Regions from separate parts of the Mus musculus genome. Here all the other regions are linked to region 1. Evidence: chromatin contacts called from public Hi-C and capture Hi-C data. All regions are on one chromosome and are shown on one strand. The core of a region is the stretch at or near the end of the contact, and the rest is flanking DNA. Distances in the headings are between cores, read along the strand shown. Region 1 has its middle 18 kb from the start of Gm34230. Region 2 overlaps Fbxl17 (F-box and leucine-rich repeat protein 17). Region 3 overlaps Efna5 (ephrin A5).

Region 1 (3,215 bases), core at 605-3,104:
GTAATCCAGGCAAACAGATCACAGGGGTTCCAACCTGGACACAAGAGTGCCCAACACTACAAGGCTGGCAAGAGATCCAAAGTCAGATGGAAGACAGACAGTGTTCATGAGAAACTGTGATGCTTAGTATATGCTTGGCCCACGGAGTGGCACTATTTGAAGGTGTGGCCCTGTTGGAGTAGGTGTGTCACCATGGGCATGGGCTATAAGGTCCTTATCCTAGCTGCCTGGAAGCCAGTATTCTGCTAGCAGCCTTCAGATGAAGATGTAGAACTCTCACTCAGCTCCTCCTGCACCATGCCTGCCTGGATGCTGGCATGTTCCCACCTTAATGATACTGGACTGAATTTCTGAACCTGCACACCAGCCCCAATTAAATATTGTCCTTATAAGAGTTGCCTTGGTCATGGTGTCTGTTCACAGCAGTAAAACCCTAACTTAGACAGGGGTGATGGACAGATGTCATGGTCTTGAGCCTTGTGTGATGGGAAAGAGGAAGTTGTTATTTTGGAGAGCACAGCACGTGAGGAGGGATATTTGATAATGGAATATCAAAGATTTAATTTTCAACATAGTGAGTCTGTAATCTCCAATAGAACTCCAAAGGGATGTGAGAGATGTTGGATGTACAAATTTTGGACCAGGAGGGAGATGTCTGCGCTGGAATGTGAATGGGAAGGAAGCCAATATTTAATGCTATGGGGTTCGTGGAGGCAGCAAGGTAATAAAGTCAGAGAGATAGGTGCTCTGAAAAGAAGAGGTGGGGAAAGGAACAACTAGAGAGGGGGTGGGGGCGAGTCAAATGGGGCTCAGGGCAGTGCAGTCCCCTCACAGCTAAGGGGAAGAGGCTTGAGCGGAGGACTTGGATAAGTTTCCACTCTCTGCTTTCTGTATCTGCTAAACGGGAATATTAATGCCCACATGATGTTACTATGGGATTATAAATGAGTTAATCCGTCTAAGAAGTATGTACTAAATGCAGTCTCTGTGCCAGGGACTTGAATTAGAGTAACAGAGAACTCCCCAGCTCAATGAGGAGATTACATATTTGTAAAACACCTAGCCTCACGCTTGACCCCAGAAGTCCTCAATATGGAGCTCTTTGCTCCGCGTAGTAATTGCCTCTGTGAGGCCTATGTGGATTCGCACTCTTCCTTGGCTTCTTGAGACCAATTAAAATTACTTACTGCTCATTAGTCAGAACGGGTAAGCGAGGGAATCTACTTTCTCCAGTTTTTTCAACCATGAGTTTATTGCTATGATACTTCACAGAATGTGTGGATTCCCTTTTTCATATGGGGAACAAAAAAAAATAAAAATAAAAACTCACTTTGGCACTTAAGGACAAGTGTTACCTGGGCTGACCTGAGGAGGCCTTCAGGACACGAGACAGGGAAGTTGCTAGCTCATACAAACCAGGTGCACACAGCTCAGCTTCAACTCGCTCAGCTTCAACTCGCCACCTCCCACATTTAGAAGGCGAGGTAATGAAGCAAGAAACCAATTTCAAAGAGCATGGGGAGGCTTACGGCAGGGCAGCCAGGGACACAGGGACCAGGGCCTGCTCTCTCCCGCTGTGTCATCTGTGGTCTGGGGAAGGAAGCATGGAGATGTTCGTCACATCTACCGTCTTCGGAATACACACGCGGCTTTTCGTCAGTGAGAGTTACAACTTTTATTTTCCCACAAGCCAAGGGTCTCTTCCTTCACTTAGTTTTCTCAGTCTTTCAGAAGCCTGGGGGTCTGGAAGGATGCCTCCTCTTCTTTCCTTCTCCACCCTCTCCCTATAGTGTCTTACAGGCTGCAGCTGACACCAGGCGCCACAGGCAATGTAACCAAGGTAACTCCAAGCCCCAGAGCCCAGTTGAACCTCCCTGGGGGATAGCTGGGAGGCCACAGGCTGCAAGCAGTCAAGGTTGAATAAATGCCCAGCTGCCTTCTCTCTCCCTTGCCATTGCTCTTCCCATCTGAACTGCTGCTGAGGGACGCTCCTTGGAGCCAACTGTTTTCTCTACAGCCCTGGGTGACATTGCACAGGCCATCCAGATTCTCTTACAACGCCTTTGTTTTGATCTGCGCAGCTCTGTGGAGCGTCTTTGGGGCCTTGTCATGTTAACAAAAACAAATGTAATAATATGCACTTAAAAAGGCTCACCCGTTTTGATATTTTAATAAGCTCTTGATTCTATAGGGACCTCTGGAGCTTTTAAAAGTTTAAAGTTAATAAAGAAAGTAAAAGAAAAAAATATGAATTGTTTTTAATTATTATGGTGCAGGATTAACCAGGCCAGTTGTGTATAATTAGACAGTAGCTACCTTGCATAGTAGAGGCAGTAAATAGGCCCAGAGGGGAGCTGCCAGAAGGCTGAGGTGTTTACAAGGCACTAGAGATGTCTTCACCAAGCACATAATTCCCATTGCAGTTACTATTGCTTTTATAATGGATGTGTTCATTACAACCAGAGACACATATGCACATCCATCATCTACCCTGCGCATAGGACTCTGAAGTGCAGGATGGCAGGGAAGGGTGTGTGCTAGACGTTGGTGGGGAAATTATTAGGAGAGGCCATTAGTGTGCAGGTTCGGGTGGTTTTATTTTCGTTGCCTTCAACTGAGAGGAATTTTAAGAGGCTAAAAAAAAATTGCCAAAGGAGTGATAATTAAGATATTGCTAAGACAATTGATTTTGTTTTCTTGAGTGTGCATTTAAAATCGCCCCAGCGATGCTAGTGTCTAAAGCAAAGGGGCCAGCGTTGTAGGGCCTTATTGTGAACTATTCCTGTGTCCATAGAAAACTGACTCCTTAATTCAACAGTTTTGGTTGTTAGCATATATATTTCAGGCATTGTCTCGGGTATAAGAATTAAAATAATGACTCAAGAAAGAATAGCTATTTTTCTTTTCCAGGATTCTATACAGGCCATGCTTCCAAATCTACCAGAGAGTGGTCAAAACTCACTGGCTCCCTCCCTAGACTTGATGATCTGGGGTAGTATCTCCAGGGGGGTAGCCTGGCACTCTAGGGGGGTAGCCTGGGCATATAATTTGGGGAACTTGTTTGGGCTATTCTGGTAGATTCTGACTCTGGGGAGCAGAGTGATAATTAAAAAATGAAATGTGTCGAGTGCCAAAAAAACAAGGGTCTTCCGTGAGCTTCCCACCCTCTACTCTTGTAAGCAGATGAAAATGCCCTTTCTGGATTTCCGTCTTAA
Region 2 (3,481 bases), core at 66-2,565, 360 kb after region 1:
CTTACGTTGGTAGGAGGGAGGAGGACTGGCAATCACCTGCTGTGCTACAACCAACTCACGAGGTCTGTGATGGTAGAGCCTGTGGCCGGCAGCTTCTGTGTAATGACTGCGGTGCCCCTTGGCTGCCAAGCACAAACTCATGGCGTGTAACTGTCTTCTGGGTTCTCCACTGTGCTCCATCTTACTGTCCCGGACCGATGGGGAGCTTGGAGCCAAACTAAAACCCAGATATCACTGTGGGAAGTAATGGATAAGGACATAGAGGCCAACGTATTGATGCTTCACGTGCACGTTCTGGACAACCTACTCCAAGTAAGGCTGTCTGACTCACACGGAGAAGCTAAGGAAAAGTCATTCCCATTTTCAAAGAATGAAAAAGGCACAACAGTCAGGGTTCTTCCCGGTATCCAGGAACTCTCTTACACTGTTGGAGTATGTTCTAGACAGCCATTATAAACCATTGTTACAATTACAAGAAATACAAGAGCCTTTGGGTTCTCTGTGCCTTAAAATCATCATGGCATGCACTGTGAATAATTTATGAATGCATATGTAGCCAGGATGCACGTCAGCGCTTCCCTGAAGCTCACAAGGCTAGCCCAGGGCAATAAATGTATTGCTTAAAAAATGAGACAGTTAATTAAAAACAGAATACTATTAAGACAGATCATCACTAGAATTAACAATGTTTTAATAAATTGTTTTAAAACAATTAGATTCTTCACAATAAACATTTACTTGAAAGAAATAAACACGTTCACCTTTTCTTAATACTTATTTTCTGACTAAATTACTAGGTTGTTATCAATGAGCCCCAAGTCTGATTTCTTTACTGAAGCAGTCTGATCTGCTGATTTATAAATGGGACCTCATGTATGTCAACATCACTATTTTATAAGCCACAAAAGAAATGTAATTGAATCACACTGATCCACAAATAACATTTTCATCACAACTGTATCAACTAATTTTAAAGAACAAAACTGAATGGAAGTAACATCTCACACAGTCCATTCTTGGATACAGACTGAGCACAAGTGTCTGAGGACAAATGAAGTGACATTGAAATCCTCTTCGTAAGAGTGTCTGCAAGGACACTCACAACTTATAAACAAGTGTGTGGTGAAAACCCAAGGAGTGGAAGAAGACGCCATCGCTCAGTAAAATAGCATTTAAAGCCCAACACCAGAATTAGGCAAAGCCCTTTCACAAAGCCCTGTCAGCTCTTCTCATTTTCTTTATATACTTCTGTTAAGCCGGAAGCAACAACTCTTTCAAAGGAGGGAGCCACGGAAGAACTCATTTGTCCACTTCACTCACTGGGACTTCCCCAGGTCGGTCAACTAGAAGATGACCTCATTTATTTTGCTGGTGTCACATTGCTACATCTTGCTATTTCTGTGGCTAAAGTGAAAATGTAGCACAAACAAATACATATAGCTAGAGCGTGAGGGACAGAGGCATAAATGTGGAGAGGGTTCCACAGCAGGTGTCACCACCCAACACAGACCAAAGAGCAGATGTGAAGAGTTACTACGCCTGACTGGAGAAAGAAAAGGCCAGACACTGACTTGGAAAATAAAAATAAGCTAGAACACTATATCCCTGTTAGTGTAGCAGTGTAGAAAAACTCATTGTAAATAATTTTTAAAGACTATTTCAGCAGCTCAGTGTGTTAGTTGAAATCATTAAACATCTTCAAGGGATGAGCAGGAAATGGGACCACAGCACACAGGCTTAGGAGCACACACAGTTATTAATCTTACCTTTCCTCAGGGAGGACACTGGGTAGAAAGTGGGGCTTTAAGTTTTAAGTAATGTTTGACTTAAATTTTATTTTACACTTTCAAATGAAACAGCAGCTAGAACTAGAGTTCTACAAAACCTCTGTAGGTCACAATAAAGTAATTTGTTTTATCCAATTTTATAATTTGTCTTACTGTAAATGCTAAGTACTCTTCCTTATATAATGAAAATAAATATTACATCATCACCCGACTGCATGGGAGGAAATCAAGGCAGACAGCCGAGGTGACTTGCCCAGTGTGGCTACTCAGCAGTCGTGCAATTAGCTTGGATGACTGTGATAAATAGTTTGCTGCCCTTTGCAAACTTTTAGGAAAAAAGTCAATTAATCGATCTTACCAGGTCTACAGAACCCATTGTCTCCCAGTCGGCTTTTGTCTTAGAATGGAAACCCTAACAAGCCAGCAAATGCCTTTCCAGTACGCACTGTGTGATATGCACTAGGGCATTCCTCAAAGCAATCTAAGAACATAGTTTCTACATTTCAAAATATCATTCAGGCACATATAACTTATCAGAAACAAATGAAGTGGTCATCTATGACTAAAGATAGCATCACCCTCTAAACCAGAACACTCTATTCTTAGAACAAGACACTAAAAGTGACCAGCTGTTTGGAAACTTAAAAAGGCAACAAAGTTCATCTTTCATTTCTGGTCTCTGAATAAACAAGAAAAGGAAGACAAAATTGAGTTAGCTGCATGAATGATCATGTTTTCCGTTACTTATGTTAAATCGACTGAAGAAAAATCCATTTTGTGTTCCTTTAAGAAATGGTTCATATTTTCAAGCATAAGCACTTTTTAAAGTGAGTGCTTTGTTTTCAACTTCTCCTAATGTTACTAGGGTCAGGAAACGATCAGGAGTTTGGGCATTTTCCTTAGGTTGTAGAGAGCTCAGGAGTTTGGGCATTTTCCTTAGGTTGTAGAGAGCCTCCCAAGGAAAGCTGGCTTAGAAACCAGCTGCATTTCAAAGAATCACGTTAGCCGTTACTTTACACACACTCAGCTCAACCTGATTTAGCAAATCCCACAAAATTCATCAATGTTACTAATATACAGAATAGCTTAAAAAGCACACATAATGTATTTACATACAGCACTAATCATCCTTCCAACTTTAGCATACCCATGGTATCTAACTCATAAAGGATGTATAATTTTAATAAACCAATGGTATAAAAATGAAACTTTTGACAAATTCTTCAGCATCTTCATCAATGTCCACTTAATGTCAATGACTATATAAAGTTATTTGTGAGCTGACTGGACCTCTACACTTTACTGTGTCTCTGTGCCACAAGCTCAGGAACCCAGAAGATGCCTAATTGTAGGACAGACCCACGTTGACATTTTAGATTACAGGGATATTGAATTAATTTTTAACTTAATACTGTATAAGAATACCTATTTTAATTATTACACTTACAATTATATATTTGCATCACATTATATAGACATTAAAAGTATAATCTCAATCATACTTTAATATAATTATACATTCTAGTGTATAGTATTGTCAATTGTCACTAGTTTATAAATTAATTTCCTCATGTAGTTATATACTTTTTTGTTCTTAATCCCCCTTAGAGGTAATTCCCTAATTTTGTATCATTTCACCAATACCCAAAGATGTACTTCTTACCATTAATATTGCAATATATAGTATATACAGT
Region 3 (3,360 bases), core at 834-3,333, 390 kb before region 1:
GGGTCTGGTTGCATTCAAAGGCCAGGGTAAATTCATAAGCAAATGAACGGCTTCTCCCAGTCTACAACATCCACTACACTCTAAGTGGTTAAATGATTTTTTTTTTCTTGAGACAGGGTTTCTCTGTGTAGCCCTGGTTGTCCTGGAACTCACATTGTAGACCAGGCTGGCCTCGAACTCACAGAGTAAAGTGAATGTACTTGGGGCCTTTACTTTTTTCACCCTGATGAGGAAGTTTGACTCTGCATGTCAGTGGCATGAAAAAAAAATTATCTTTAAAATGTGTTTTGTCTGAGTATTCAAGGATTACTCCTGGCTCCAGGAGCTCCTGCATCTAATTGTGGTGGCCACAGGATTGCATGTCTCCAGATGAACTGCTATCAACAACAGGATAAATAATACTGAAGTGAAATACACGTTTTAGGTCAGTTTCGTCATTGATGCACTAGAGAAAGCTAAATCAGTCGCTAATTTGTGCAGTCATCTTACTGCTTTTATCCACGGATTTGGATATGGTATTAAGAAAAATAAAGAAAGTTTCATAAACATGTACAGTAGAAATGTTTTCTGTCTTGTATGAAAACTGGCTTTATATGTACTGTGATCCATTGACACACGTGAGGCTGTGGTAGAAGACAGTGGGATTTTAGTATTTAGGGCTTCTATATTAGAATAACTGCTTCCAATGGGACCCATGTCCAAGAAAGAAAAGTTGTACTCTATCTAGCATGCACTACACAAAAATACTGGAGGAATGAGATAGAAGATAAGTAATATTAGCAAGCGGCTAGCAATGGGCAGAAGCAGAAACAACGGGCGCATGCACGCATGCAGAAAGGAAGAAAGGAAAACCAGGACTAAGGCACCGGAGAGAGATGCGTTGGTTAACAAGAGATTCTCTAAGCATACTAACCTGCTGGTTCTAATGAATTTTCTACTTTGTCGTTAACATCGAAAACACGATCATGAACACCTATAGTTTTCATACAGCTATCTATAACGAAAATAGAGATAACAGCCAAATATGTTAGTGAAGACACCCTTAAACTCCCACTTCCTCTTTTTTTTTCTTTCTCTCTATCGTTTCCTTTTATTAATGTAGAGATTGTTTCATTACAATCCATGGCATGTATCCACATGCCAGTATCGTTCCCGTTTGCTGTGTGCATGGACAACAGTCTGAGAAACAACAAGTTAGCAACTGCTGGGTCCTTCGATACACGAAATAAAAAAGCATCATGAGGAATGAGGAAAAAAAATATGATGGAAAACTCAAACATGGATGTGGATATACAAAACAGGTACCACACACGTCTCGACAGTAAAAATAAATAGATAAAACAGAATGAAACAGAATTTTACCGCTGTGAACCAGACCATAGGATGGAGCATGCGCAGTGAGGGGGACCCTCAGAAGCTCTTTCTAGAACTTACTTGTTGGTCTCACAAAGACTTTGAGCTTTAGACAGGACCTTCTTCCGTTGTCTGGGATTGCAGAGGCTGTGGGTGAGGCAAAGAGAGAGGGCAGAAGAAAAAGGAGAGAATAACAACTCATTACTCTTTGTTTTACACATGCGAATAAATGCTCTACTCAAACTCTTGCGGGATATACACTTGTCTGCGTCTTGTCCTGAAGTTAAAACAAACAATACTTTCCAGACTGAGCTAAATGCTATAGGAAGGCGACTCTCATATTCCCATCTTTTTTTTTTTTTCCCCAAAACAATAAAGGAAGAATCATGCAGGAATGTGGTAATCTATAGGAAAATGCTTAGGACTTCTATTTCAAAGTCACTCACTCCCCTTTCACTTGATCTGCTATCAATTTTCTCTAAATCGGGAGGGATAATGCCTGAACTCTCTTGCTTCAGGAACAGCTCCTCAACCACAGGGAAAAAAAAAAAAAAGAGCCCAGCAGAGCCCCACAGTGAGAGTGCTGTCAAAACCCGTAACAGACAGTTACAAGGCGGACTTCAACTTGACCTACTTCTGCTGGGGAAAGCAGAGCTTTGTCTGTCCTGAAAGCTTGTCTGTCAGTGCTCCGCAGCAGGTAATTCAATTAGAGGTTTTACTGGGGAATTTGGCTGTGCTTTCTTCTATATGACTGGCTGAACCCGGCGACTCCGCAGTGCTGTTGTGAGCACAATATGCTATTGAGAAAGCACCGTGTTCTATCAGCATGTTTATCTTCTCTTAATTTTCCACAGAGAAGGATGGAATTAATAAAATTAGGGTTAACAAAGACACGACAACATGTTTCAAGTTATACATCATCTGAGGAAGAGACTTTCTTCTCCTCGGGATAAGATCATATACTTTCCCTACTTTTAAAGATTATCTCCACTTGGTACACTTGCCGAGTAATGCCAAAGGGACCCTGACGGGCAGTCAGACCATCAACAGCCACATGTGTTTACTAATGTTGTCTAGGAACAACAACAACAAAAAAAAAAATCACAGAAACGAAGGCCACATACTCTCTTCCCTGCTTCAAGTGGTTTCTTTGTTCAGCAAAGCAGCTGACATCAATCAAAATGCACATGGCTTAAAATTAGTTGGGGAATCCTGAAAGTGACAAAGAGAGAGAGAGCCAGCATTTCGTACGCCTCCTCTTCTCTTCTACCTTCCTGTTATTCTTCATGAGGAGCTCAGAAAAAAAAAATGTTCGTTTTGAGGCAAGAGTGGAGCTACAAACTTCTGCATGAGCGTCCTCATTTATGGAGTTACAGGCCCATGCAAATCTCCTGCAGAACACACGCATCCAACAGCTAAAGGACATCAGATACTAAAGGACCACCACTGTCACTACTCAACACCTGCTGGAACTCTTGAGACAGAATATGGAGAAAAGATGCTTCTGGCCTTCTGCATCTATCCTGCTCTTCCTGACAGGCAGCTAAGAACTGTTAACAGCTGGCTTGGCCACAGGCTCCCATTAAATCAAAGTTGGGAAAACTCCCCCTACTGACATTAGCGGTAACTAGTGTGTTATTTAGGGCACAATATCTTTGCACTCTGGTTTGATCCAGGAAATGGCCTTGCTTCCCTATGGGCCTCCACTGCAAGCGCACATGCCACAAATACAGTACACGCAGCAGCTGACTCCAGTTCCTTACAAAGCCCCCGGTTACCCGTTAGTCATGAGAGGCAGTGGGAGAACTACCATTGTACTCATCTGAGTTGAGATAAACTTAACTTCTTCAAACTTTGTGAGCTTGTTGTACCACATGAAAACGACTGATGTCAATATGCTAGTTCAAGATATGCAGGGTCAAAGCAGTGTCAAATGTATAATTGTCTCAATAAGGGTTTGGGGGTTCTGTTTGTTTAATGGAGGCTTTTCAGACTTTTAACTAAGAA

What was found. A called contact is a pair of places that touch in the nucleus more often than the background predicts. Capture Hi-C pulls out chosen DNA fragments and counts their contacts.
Region 2: a capture Hi-C map of embryonic stem cells shows a contact between it and region 1, with 2.7 times the contacts expected there. The contact joins two enhancer-like sites. A contact is called at or near these places in 1 of 115 datasets of contacts at active chromatin or transcription factors (large pre-B cells) and 1 of 9 other capture datasets (embryonic stem cells).
Region 3: a contact with region 1 is called in a Hi-C map of the N1E-115 cell line, with 4 times the contacts expected there. The contact joins two enhancer-like sites. A contact is called at or near these places in 2 of 484 Hi-C or Micro-C datasets (the N1E-115 cell line and granulocyte-monocyte progenitors).

The regions. Positions count from the first base shown.
Region 1 is chr17:63,006,562-63,009,776 of GRCm38.p6, forward strand. No RefSeq gene overlaps it. Among named protein-coding and RNA genes, the nearest start is that of Gm34230, 18 kb to the right of the region's middle. Within about 2 kb of position 1,855, at least 47 of the 459 cell types and tissues checked have an H3K27ac peak or open chromatin away from gene starts, as enhancers often do. A contact at or near this core is called in the N1E-115 cell line, where this site is marked.
Region 2 is chr17:63,368,751-63,372,231 of GRCm38.p6, forward strand. The region is part of intron 5 of Fbxl17 (F-box and leucine-rich repeat protein 17); the gene reads right to left. Among named protein-coding and RNA genes, the nearest start is that of 4930405O22Rik, 58 kb to the left of the region's middle. Within about 2 kb of position 1,316, at least 35 of the 459 cell types and tissues checked have an H3K27ac peak or open chromatin away from gene starts, as enhancers often do.
Region 3 is chr17:62,612,403-62,615,762 of GRCm38.p6, forward strand. Efna5 (ephrin A5) reads right to left here. Exons shown (of 5, transcript NM_207654.2): 3 at 1,435-1,500; 4 at 914-994. Among named protein-coding and RNA genes, the nearest start is that of Gm25800, 160 kb to the left of the region's middle. Within about 2 kb of position 2,084, at least 12 of the 459 cell types and tissues checked have an H3K27ac peak or open chromatin away from gene starts, as enhancers often do. A contact at or near this core is called in the N1E-115 cell line, where this site is marked.